2 separate regions of the Mus musculus genome follow, and region 1 is linked to region 2. Evidence: chromatin contacts called from public HiChIP or PLAC-seq data. All regions are on one chromosome and are shown on one strand. Each heading gives the region's core, a stretch centred on a gene start, on an enhancer-like site or on the middle of the called end of the contact. The rest is flanking DNA. Distances are from core to core; before and after follow the strand shown.

Region 1 (6,371 bases), core at 753-3,252, 280 kb before region 2:
TTTACAAGTAGATTGTGATTATTCCAAAAAGCAAGGAAACCAACAAATGAGGACAAGCAGGCTAACGCAATCGTTATTTTTTAAGGGAAGAGCCTTGGGCAATCTGAACTCTGCCCTTGGCAAGTTCTACTTTGGGTCTTTCTCAGAGAATTCACAGGCTGTAACAGGGCAGGCTGTTGGCAGAGGATGAGGCCCTCTAGATTCTGCCCTCTATTTTTTTTAATGTAACTCTTTTTTTTTTTTTTTTTTTTTTGGCTTTTCGAGACAGGGTTTGTCTGTGTAGCCCTCGATGTCCTGGAACTTGATTTTTAGACCAAACTGACCTTGAACTCAAAGATTAGCCTGCCTATGCCTCCCTCTGTAGTGCTGGGATCAAAGGTGTCAAAGGTCGCCACTGCCCAGCTTTAGATTCTGCTTTTTTTTTTTTCACCTTGATGTAAATACATGCTTGTTTCTGAAAGTTAGAATCTATACATTTTTTTCTCCTGTCATAGAAAATCTAAACTGTGTTAGCAAACCTGGGGCCTCTTACAGGGGGTCCTCAGCCCCTTGGTAATCATTTAGCTTGGAAAAATCCTAATGAGGCTTCACTTTTTAGAAGAATTTTAGGATAAGAGGAATCCGTTCCTTCCATCTCTGACACTGTGCGGTCAGTCCCATCACAAAGCTGCAAGAGGCAGGAGAGCCCCCAACACAGAAATCTGCTTTTGGAGACCTAACAGACTTAATCAATGGGTTCCCTAGGTGGAGAGACGGCCTGGAAAGGCTCCAGAAAAGAGGACAATCATCAGAACCTCAAAATGTGTAGTGGGACACACCCGGAGTTCCAGCTCTTGGGAGACAGAGGCAGCTGGTTTGTGCCTTTAATCCCCGCAGAGGCAAGTGGATCTCTGTGTGTTCACAGCAGCCAGGGCTACATAGTGAGAACCTGTTTCAAACTCAGATGTGATGGTGCCATTTGTAATATCAGCACTTGGGAGTAAGGGAGAGAGAGATCGGGAGTTCAAGATCATCCTTGGACAAGTTCGAGGCCAGTGTTTTACGCCTCTCCTCAAACTGAGAAAATAATGGAGTCCCAATGTGGCCATGCCCAAATGATTTTATTATTGACTTCTTCTAATGGGGTTACATATTAGCACATTTAAAGAAATAAACAGTAATTATCATTTTAATTTTTAACTATTTAAAGTGTATATGAGCATTTGCTTGCATGTATGTAACACCACAAGCATGGTGCCCACTGAGGCCAGAAGAGGGCACTGGATCCATTGAAATTGGAGTTACAGAGGTTGTGAGCGGATGCTGGGAACCGAATCTAGATCCTCCTGAAGAGCAGCCAGTGCTCTTAATGTCTCAGCCACCTCTCCAGCCTCAAAATATTGTGATTAAACAACAAAAGACACACTTATTATTTCTTTACTTGGTTTCTTTTTAAGGTGCCAGGGACCCTTCTTATATTCAGTCAGACATCTCCTTATGCTCCCCTGTGAAAGCTTCTTAGACTTTTGACCTAAGTGGCCTTTGACAGCACTGGTCAGACATTTTGCAGGATTTTGCCTGTTGGGATTTATCTAAAATTCTTTTGCACAATGAGAACAGGGTTCTGGATTTGGGGACAGAAAACCTTAGCGCACAGAGCCCTGTCATCACACCCTGTTCTCCAGGTGGCTAATCACAGGAACCCTACTGTGTGTGTGTTGGGTGTTGGGGGGAGAGAACACATGGATGAGTTCATGGTGTGAATAGAGTCCTGGCCTTCACATATGAGAGACAATTGCTCTACCACTAATGCCTCCCTGACTCTCACCTCCTGCCCCATCTGCTATTTTGAGATCTCTATCTTCATAAACCCTCTCCAGAGTTAGCCAGGTTTGTCCCATTTCCCATATAAAAAGGCTGAATCTTAGAGGAAGTAGGGCTAGTTTCCCTCCAGTGAAGTATTGTGATGGATGGCTCAGCAACAGTATTGTTTGGCATTTGGCATCTTTCCAATTTTAAAGTAATTATAAACACTCCTGCGTTTGTCTTCATTTGTGTGACTTCCCAAGGGTGTGGTCCATATCGGGCAGGGAGGGGCCATGATTCAAAGGTCACAAGGGTTTTAGCCAAAAGACCCTGTAAAGAGATGGTACCTACTTACAGTGTTTCAGCTTCTAGCCTACCTGCTTTTTTCTCAAGACAGAGTTTATTCTCTTGCTTCTTTAGCACACATTTTTTTTTCTTCCCCAGGCTCCCACAATGTCTTGGCACCACATGTTAGTTGGCTGATTGCAAAACTCAAGGTTGTTTCCAAAGGATAAAGATTTAGTTTTACTGATAAAACTTTTAAAATGACCACTTAAACCCTGTCTCACAAGACAAAAATCCAACAAATAAAATGAGCAAATCCTGGGCTGAAGAGATGTCTCAGTGCTTAGGAGTGTTGGCTGCTCTTTTAAAGGACTCTGGCGGATCCAATTCCTAGCACCCTAATGGTTGCTCACAGTTGTCTATAACTCTAGTTCCAGGGTATCTAAAACCCTCTTTTCATTTCCATGGGTACCAGACATACATATGGTGCACAAACACACAGGCAGGCAAAGCACTCGCACATGTAATATAATAAAACATGCATACATACACACACTTGTGTGTGTGTGTGTGTATGCACCCATCAAACAAAACACTCTGTGGTCTCAAGTCAGAGAGTACCTAAAGTGTCAGTGACTTGGTCTGGGTGGTTAGTAATCACCTAAAGAGAACAAGCCATGACTTCCTGAAGTAACACTTCTGCTGGGGACGGTGGTTGCCAGGTTCTGTAAGCAAGTGGTACATTTGCCAATCTGAGACTGAACACCACTCTAGCCCATTTACCTGCCAGACCTCTAAGACTTCATCCCAAGGTGCAGAGTGCTCAAATAACATTTTGGTTTGTTCATTGTTGGTTAATCTGCTGTGCATATATCAATTAGGATTCAGGGTCAAACTGCTAAGCCAGAAAGCATGTTCTAGAAGCAGCTCACCAGGCATGCTGGCCTTAACAGCATGAACCTTGATGGCATCGCAGGGACCCTAACTGACCCCTTGGGAGTCAGTAATGGATCTGTCCCCCTACAGGATTGTCCCTGATGGACCTGGGATAGATTGGGTTGGGTTGAACTTGATACTGTGTGGCTACTTCCTCCTTTCTCAGGGAGCTGGTGAGCTAAGTTTAAACGTTATAATGTATGTGGGTATCTGGTCTCTATTTAAGACAGAAGGATACCGGGGTGAATGGCAGGGCCTGAGGTGGGCAGAGAAGGGTTGTGTTCTGAGAATGATGACCCAGGCATCTCCAGAGCCCTCAGATTGGTGGTACAAAGAGAAATGAGGCAGACAGAACAGGAGTGTCCTGCAGAAGGGTTGCAGTCTAGGCTGTGGAAAGGAGGCCCCAGCACACTCCTGCCTCAGAGGCTGGCTTCAGGCATGCCAAGGACTAATCCTTAAATTGTCTACTGCCAGCCTAGGGCTTGAGCCTTGGAGAGGGCCAGGCTCAGCCCCACTGAGATCCCAGGGTGTTCCCAGGGTGCTATCTGTTAACAGATGGGAAGTGGTAGAGGGATGTCAGACTGTCTTTGGTGACATTTCTACTCTTTTTTTTTTTACAGATTCCTGTCCTACTGAAAAGCTAACCGTAAGTGCCATCTCCACCCACCTCAGCCTCTGTCCTTTTTTAAGATTTATTTATTTACTATATATAAGTACACTGTTCCCGTCTTGAGGCACGCCAGAAGAGTGCACCAGGTCTCATTACAGATGGTTATGAGCCACCATGTGGTTGCTGGGAGTTGAACTCAGGACCTCTGGAAGAACAGTCAGTGCTCTTAACTGCTGAGCCATCTCTCCGTCCTCTGTCCTTTTGTTTGACTACTTTCCTTACATGTCTGTTGATTCGGGGCTGCTAGGGCCATAGAAGGACCACAGAGCTATCCTCTTCCCTGGCACCCAAGGTTACTGGTCAAGAAGCTAGGTACCCAGGGTGTTGGCCTGGGGCCCCCTTGGTAGGGTTCAACTAGAGAGAGAGGGCTCCACCCCACAGCAACCTCCAGCTCCTGGCTCAGCCCCAGGGGATTTCCAGCAGGGATTACAGACAACAGCTTGGTTTGGGCCATTTTAAGATACCCAGTCTAGTCTGGAGGGAGGCTCTCTTCTTTCCTCTGGGACTCTTGTCTGCCAAGTGAGACCATAGACACCAGCAGCACACACTTACAAAGTTAGCTATACTTTGAGCATTGAGCATTTACCATCGGCTAGGCACTTGCACTCCCTCTTCAGCTGTCTCTTCTTTGACTGTGCAGCCATCGCTGACCTTGAAATCCAAGTGTGAGCACTGCTTCCGGCTTGCTAGACCCCCTTTCTTTGTGCTAGACATTGCCCCAGAGTCCTTCTGACTCTCAGGAATGGTTACTCTTGCCACATTTTTGGTAAAAGAGGAAGTGGCAATCCGACAAGTCAGGAGCAGTTGGTGGCTCCATTAGAATCTGCATTGTGGGAGTTCAGAGCTGGTGCTGGGCCCTGTGCCCCTAGCTGCCTCCTTGGAGATCAGGGGTAGGAGCACATGCATCGTCTCTTACAGAAGGCTTCATGTGTGCCAGGTTCAGGGCTTTGGGGAGGCTACACACAATTGCTGAGTCCTCTTTAGCCTTGTGCTGGAGACCTGCCCTGTGTCTGTTTTCCTGGGGAACATGTGATGATGGGGCTCCCCTCACCCCAGCTGAGGGAGGGGCGGAGGGAGGGAGGGAGTGCAGGCTTCAAGATGAGGCACCTGTCTGTGCCACACACTTTTTGCTTTTTTTCCCCATTGATCAAGTCGCTTATCACTTTTCTCTCTCTCTCTGGCATGCTTGCTTGCTTTCACAACAGCTTTTTTCTTTTTCCTTTTTTTTTTTTAATCAATTTACACGTTTTGTTTTGTTTTGCTTTTCATGCGTTTGGGTGACTTCTTGCATGTATGTCTGTGTACCATGTACATGCCTAGTGCCTGTAGGAATAAGAAAAGGGCATCAAATCCCCTGGAACTGGAGTTACAAATGGTTGTGAGCCACTGTGTGGGTGCTGGGAACCAAATTCTGGTTCTCTGGAGAAGCAGCCAGTGCGGTCAACCACAGAGTCGTTTTTCCAACCCCAAATTAATTTGTTTTTTGAGACAAGATCTGATGTAGCCCAGGCTGGTTATAAATTCATTATGTAGCTAAGGATGACCTTGAACTTCTGACCCTCCTTCCTTCACCAAGTGTTAGGATTAGAGTCCTGCACCATGTCTGGCTAAAATTAGTGGAAGGGAGGGTGAAGGGGGATTCCTGTTCTGGGAATCAGATCAGAGTGCTAGGAAAACTCTACAATCCTGAGCTATATCCCCAGCCCTGGCCTTCAAATTATTGTAAAAGAATAATCAAGATTCCATATATCTGTTCTCTGAATCTCTCACCCTGGGTCCTTTCGAAGACTGCAGATGAATGCCACACGCCAGGTATTTCATTTCCCTTTGTACTTACTCGTAAACGTGAGAAACTGGGACTGGAGAGATGGCTCAGTGGTTAGGAACACTGACTGTTCTTCTGAAGGTCCTGAGTTCAAATCCCAGCAACCACATAGTGGCTCACAGCCATCTGTAATGAGATCTGACGCCCTCCTCTGGTGCATCTGAAGACAGATACAGTGTACTTACATATAATAATAAATAAGTCTTAAAAAAAAAAAAGAAAAAAGAACACAGGAAAAAAAAACCACAAAACACATTTTTTAAAAAAAATAAATAAATAAATAAATAAATGTGAGAAACCAAACTAACACATTTCTAAAGACGTGGCTCTTTTTTTTTTTTAATGTATTAAGATGTGGTCAAAGACTTCTCTCCCAGAAGTTGAGAATGAAGAGGTACCAGGAGTTGGTGAGGCTAGAGGAGACTCCAGCATGTAGATCTTTGGTTAGAAACGTACTAACTATATGTATATACAACCCTGGCTGAGTTACTCGACTCTACCAGGCCTCAGATTTTCCATCCGTAAGATGTGCAGGTGCTAATATTACAACCACGCAGTGTGGTTTTGAGAATGGCACATCACTCTTAGGACTAGCCTGGATGTAGCGAGAGTGTGTGAAGGACTGACTGCTGCTCAGCACAGAGTGAAGGCAACATGAGTTGAGGGTGTGGCTCAGTGGGTAGGTAGAGTGCTTGCCTATTAGGCAGGAAACCCTGTGCTGGGGTCCCAGCCATTCACACACTGGGTGTAGTAGCACCATAATCTCAGTCTTGTGGAGATGAAAGCAGGAGGGTCAGAGGTTCAAGGCCATCCTCAGGTATTATCAAGTTTGAGGCTAGCCTGGGCTACATAGACTGTCACAAAGGCAAA
Region 2 (5,646 bases), core at 2,590-5,089:
CTGCTGGTCAAGAGGTCAATATCAAAAGAAAGACCTTGAGAGGCATTTTCAGTAAGAGTGGATGTGTGTGTTATTGAAATAAATCCAAAATCTGTTCCCTCCTAGGCCCCCAAACCTATCTCGTATCCTAACCATGCAAGTGATAAGGAGCAGCATCAAGGAGCTAGTGGAATAGGTAACCCACAGAGAGCCAGAGAGACTAGTGGGCAGTGGCAAGTGTGCAGGCAGGACCAGCTGCTCTGCTATGTAAGCAACTTGTGCTCCGGCATTTTCAGAGTCTGGTGTCCTTGTAAATTTTGATCAAATGTCCCTAGGATATTGTCATAAAAGTGACCTTAAGATAGCAATGGTCCAACAAGAAGTAAAGACATCAAGTCCACTGCTTATAAGTTATCCCAGTTACTGTTTGCTGATGACAGACTCTCATTTTCAGGGATAGGCCATTTCACAAATTTTAATACTCCAGAGACTCTCGATGCATGGAGTTTCATTGTGGGCCAAATCAGGTCTTCATGGATCTTTACATGACCTGATGATCTCTAAAGGAGGCTACATTCACTTATCTATATTGACATGACCCATGCGGCAATACAATAAACGTGCTCTGTTGACTGCCCCTGGAGATGCGAGGTGTCCTTGTGGCTAAGGCTAACTGAACTCTAACCACATAGGTAAGCAAGTGGAGACAAGTCCCACAGATTACACATTTCTCTTGAATTTCCTTGATGAGCCTATTTTTTTGTTGCTTCTCATTTTCTGGTTCACGTGGTTCTTAGTAATATTTTTATCAAATCAGAATAAAGAATATGTAAAAGAATTGACAAGAGGGATTCTAAAAAGCCAGAGACAGTTTTCTATGATCAATTCATCCTAAGCACTGCCCATGGAGCCCTTATCTTAAGAGTGCTTTAGCGAACGCCTTTAATCCCAGCACTCAGGAGGCAGAGGCAGGCGGATTTCTGATTTCGAGGCCAGCCTGGTCTACAAAGTGAGTTCCAGGACAGCCAGGGCTACACAGAGAAACCCTGTCTCGAAAAACCAAAAAAAAAAAAAAAAAAAAAAAAAGTGCTTTAGGCTTGGGAATTACAGATTCACTGGCTTGTCAATCTCTGAGCATTGGGTCGTGGACAAAGAAGCCTTTGAGGATAACCAAGAGTGTCCCTTGGAACTATGAGGCTTGCTTGGAATGAGGGAGCAAGTAGCTTCAGCTTGAAGCAAAGTCCTGACTCAAGCCTGCCTCAGCCCAGAGTTAAAACATGCCTGTGCGTGTGCTGTCCCTGGGACGGAGTCTGTTGTTTTCAGATGGTTTGGGATTGTCACTATTTGTCCAGTCAGCAATGATCCCTCAGAGGCTTCCTACCTGGCCTTCTTGTAGTGTCTTTGGTTGATCTTGATCTTATTTTCCTCACCTCTATGTGTCTCCTTCCCCCATCTCTTATGCTTGAACTCCGGTTAGAAGAGTGACTACTCACCATTCTAGATCTCTAAAATCCAACCTGGCAGTCTCATTACACAGAGAGCTGCGGATACTCATGAACAGGTTTCTAGTTGACTGGTTGGAGAAACTGGGATCAGCTTCCCTCTTCAATTTGTGTACATTTTCCATCAGTGTTGAGCACAGATGAGCCACTGGAGCCAGGCAAGGAGGGCCTTCTTCATAGGCTAACCATCAAACCAAAGGGAGCCCTGTGTATGCCAATCAGAGACCCTGGGTTCAGGGCAAACTAATGGGTATATTCAGAAGATCTGATGCTTGAGACCTTCTGCTTGAGTTTATAAGACCAATGGCTCAACAGACATGGCAAGCATTCACACACTCATATGTGATGCTTATGTATTCTACTTTGGTGGTCAAGCCCTGAAAATCAAGTTGACTTTTCTTATGTATTAAAAGTATGACTAGCTAGTAGTCAGTGTTTGCACTCCTGTCTCCTGTGAAACCAGGAAGATTAGAAGATGGCTATAGATAGAATATGCCTCCTCCTAATGCCCTAGCCGAGTTCAAGTGGGGAATCAAATGCATGAGGACTTGGTAGCTGTTTTGCAAGAAGCTTGCCAGGGATCAGACTAAAGATTTTGCTTTTGTGAGAACAAAGTGAAGTTGTTCATTGAAGAGCAGTTCGGGGCCTATATATAGGGGCCCAGGGCCTGCTGGGATGGGGTTTACACTCGGGCTGTCCTTTTGCCCTTCCACTGAACTCTCTTCATTTCAGTCGTGAGCAAACAGTCAGGGCCTGAACTAACAACCCTGCAGTCCTCCGAAGCACAGCTCGCTTACAGTACCGAACAAAGGGAGGGAGGGCCGCGTGGGCCGGCCCGGCCCAAGGAATGCAGCTTCAGGGTTCTGCTCCATAAATTTAACCAGCACGACGAAAAGGAGATAATATGAGCCTTCGTGATGATCTGAAAGGGGGAGGCTCTGTGTCCCATTGATTGCGGTCTGGCCCGTTGCCAGGCCCAAGCCTGACCGACAGTTGAACCATATCGTTAAGGCGTGTAATACAGCTCGAGTCTTGTACTGCCGCCAATGAGTACATATCCACAGGGCAAAAGTTTATAAAGAGTTGAGGCTGTCCTGCTTAACCCTCTCACACGGCATGTAATAGACCCAGCTGCCATTCAGAACCTGCCCATCCAAGGTCACACAGGGAAGCTTGCATGCTTCCTTTCTTCAAACAGTATTTCAGGTCTGGGGAGAGGGAAGGAAAGCCACGTTGAGGGGGTCACAGTGCTGGAATGTTCCCCTTCAGAACAGCTAGGCAGTCTGCCTCCATCCCTCCCCCGTCCCCCAGCCCAGAAATGGGACACCACGGTGCTTTCTTCAGAGCGGCTCTCTGTTTGCAGTATAATGTTGCTGAAGGAAACGGGGCTGACACAACAGGAAACCTAGCCGTCTCCTAGGAGGCTGTGTTGGTGGCAGAGTGGTTGATGCCTGGATGCTGTATCTTTGCATAGCATTGTGGAGGCTCTAGATGGGCCTTGCTCTCTGGCTCTCATGGGGCCAAGCCCCATGCTGATCAGAGCAGGTGCAAGGCTGCCTTATGGAAAGGCCTGGTGTTCCAGGTGGCCTCAAAGGAGCTCTAGTCCCTCACTAAGGAGGGCATGGGCAAGTAGATATCTCAGCAAGGGCAGGCAGCCTGAGTTCTCAGAAGGAACCGTGACATGAGCAGATGTGCAGACAGACATGGGTTTAATTAATATAGCTACCTGCATTCAGAGGGCCTAGGAGGGAAAGTGGATTGGGGTAGTTTCATCTTGTTTGTCAGCCCATCCCTCCTCATTGGGGTCCTTGGCCATGCTTTGTGTCTGTCATTTCCAGAGCAGAGGGACCCTGGCTCATGTCCAGAGACCAGGTCACCATACTTTGTACCCAGGAACTGTGGCACTCCCTTCTATACCCAGAATCTGCCTTTCCAGAAAGCAGCAGTGCCACTCCCTGGCTATATCCTTAATTCTGATCTACTTTCCAGAAGTCCCTCTTTATCTGCTCATCACCTGGGAGCAAGAACCAGCTGCTACACAGCTGGCACAGGAAGTCTCTGTGTAGGTAGGGTGCCTGCTGCATCAGATGTGCTCAGCATGCTGTGGCCCCCTTGGCAGGCCAGAGGGGATTTCTGTTTATTTTGGTGCTGTGGGCCTGAGTAAAAGACTCTAGAGGTAAGGGAAGAGATACGGTGCCCAGCCAACCTAAGACCTCTCTCTGGGTCCTTTGTTAGTCATGTTTCCACTGTCAAGGTGCTCTGAAGGCCCCAAGAGACTCTGATGGTGACTCCAGCATGGAGGGAGTTGTCATCTGGACTCCATTACACGATTGCTAAACCCAAACTGCATGTGTCTCTTCACCCTCCATATGAGGCCAAATTGTATGAAGAAATTTTGCTGCTCTTTGGATTTCTTTGGTTCTGTTTAATAATTAATCATTGAATATGCCAGATGTTAACTAGCATTCATAGAGATTCTTATCTGCAAAAATCTACATCCAGAACACCAGGAAGTCCTCAATGATTTTTGTACCACATAGAAGGAAGTTTGGTCCCACTCCCTGGTCTGAGCAATCCTTTGGAAAGGGAGCCTCGAAGAACTACAACCAAAGAGTCACTTCTGGCCTCTCCCATGACTCACCGTTTGTCAGCATCAGAGCTGCTCTGGGCTTGCTTATGCCCCTCCCTCCCCAAGGAACTTGATCATTAGTTAGCCAGAGTTTGCCCTCACTGTCTGCTGTCTGTGCCTGGGTCCAGAAGAAAAAAGAAACCCTCAGTTTTAGGGAGAGAGGACAGAGCTTTTGTGTCCCTTCTTGGTATCAGAGGAGGTTTGGCTATACCTGCCTCTCTCTGAGCTACAGGAAAGCTTGAGCAGGAGGGCATTGTCTATTGCTTCCTTTTTGTCTTGCTCACAAGCCTGTGTACCCATGCACAGGGAAACAATTAGAAAGCCACATGCTGGGTGTGAGCAGTGGTTGGCACCAGGTCTGGGAGATTTCGCTTATTGCCCCATCTGTCTGGCAGTATCTAGCATCTTACCCCCATCTCTCTGGCTCATGGCATGTCTCTAACACAATTTGTATGTGTCCTTTTTTTCCAGGCCTATACAGACAGCCCCCACCCCTTCCTCAGGCCAACAATACAAATGAATTCATTCTTACTGGCTCTTGTCTCCTAAGAGGATAGGTGCTAGGAAGTCAACTCTGACCCAGGGTACATCTGATCTGAATGAAATCTCAAAATACACCTGAGAGGACCTGAGCCCTTATCTTTCATTTTGATCTCTTTCCACCTGGACTATTAATTCTGTTTTCAAAGGAGGTCGGGGAGTGAAGAGCATTTCAAAGTGAGGTTGATTCGGTTTCTGAACCAGCTTGTCTTCTGGCTTGTGTTTGGCCCTGATGAGAATCAGAAGGGACAGCCATAAGCCCCTTCAGTCTTGTGTATCTGCAGCTGGAGAGCCTCAAAACCAGTTCCAGATGTCACTATTCCCTTTGCTGGTGCGTTGGGACTGGGGCATGCTGGGAGACTAGCTGCATGTGCTCTTTCCCATTCTTAACGTGTAGATTCACAATGCATGCCTTACCTGGAGGACCCTTTAACAACTGTACCATGCATACCCAGGTCCCTGTTGGGCCTGCTAACACCTCCAGCTCTTCTGTCAGAGCATATTATTCTGAGCCTGCTGACTCACAGAAGAAGGAACACTCTTTCCTGCTATTCAGGGTCAGAAAATGAGACAGTGTGGTAAAAATAAGCTAGTTCTTAGGCCGGGGAGAAGTCCTATAGACAACTGCAGTTTGGCAAAGTCACATACATGGCCCTCCTTGCTGTATCCATGGGAACACTGGGCCTGGCCAGGCTGTGGGAGGAGACAGAGGTAGTGGTTGCTCCCCTCTGATTGACCCTTTTGCAAGAAAAAAAAGCCATTCAGCAGCTCCTTCCTTACCTAGCCCATTTGCTATACAGTCATTACAATGGAAACCTAGACTCACCTGTGGCTCCATTGTGAATATACTTTACACGTTCTTTGAACTGAACTGTTTCTTGAATCATCATGGTTTCTTAAAGCATAGTTTTAGTGTTTAAGTAAAATAGCATGCTGTATGTGTACATTGAGGTTTAGAGCATTGTTTGGTTGTTAGCTCTTTAATTGCTACAGCAA

Evidence for each region. HiChIP or PLAC-seq counts read pairs in DNA pulled down with a chosen protein or histone mark.
Region 1: a contact with region 2 is called in a FOXA1 HiChIP or PLAC-seq map of pancreatic cancer cells. The contact joins two enhancer-like sites. A contact is called at or near these places in 1 of 484 Hi-C or Micro-C datasets (muscle stem cells), 5 of 115 datasets of contacts at active chromatin or transcription factors (the NIH/3T3 cell line, bone marrow-derived dendritic cells, embryonic stem cells and 1 more) and 2 of 9 other capture datasets (adipose tissue and embryonic stem cells).

Annotation. Positions count from the first base shown.
Region 1 is chr4:145,274,807-145,281,177 of GRCm38.p6, reverse strand. It overlaps Tnfrsf8 (tumor necrosis factor receptor superfamily, member 8), which reads left to right. Exons shown (of 13, transcript NM_009401.3): 11 at 3,627-3,652. Among named protein-coding and RNA genes, the nearest start is that of Gm36233, 13 kb to the right of the region's middle. Within about 2 kb of position 2,002, at least 40 of the 459 cell types and tissues checked have an H3K27ac peak or open chromatin away from gene starts, as enhancers often do. A contact at or near this core is called in pancreatic cancer cells, where this site is marked.
Region 2 is chr4:144,996,899-145,002,544 of GRCm38.p6, reverse strand. The region is part of intron 67 of Vps13d (vacuolar protein sorting 13D); the gene reads left to right. Among named protein-coding and RNA genes, the nearest start is that of Gm36317, 36 kb to the right of the region's middle. Within about 2 kb of position 3,839, at least 172 of the 459 cell types and tissues checked have an H3K27ac peak or open chromatin away from gene starts, as enhancers often do. A contact at or near this core is called in pancreatic cancer cells, where this site is marked.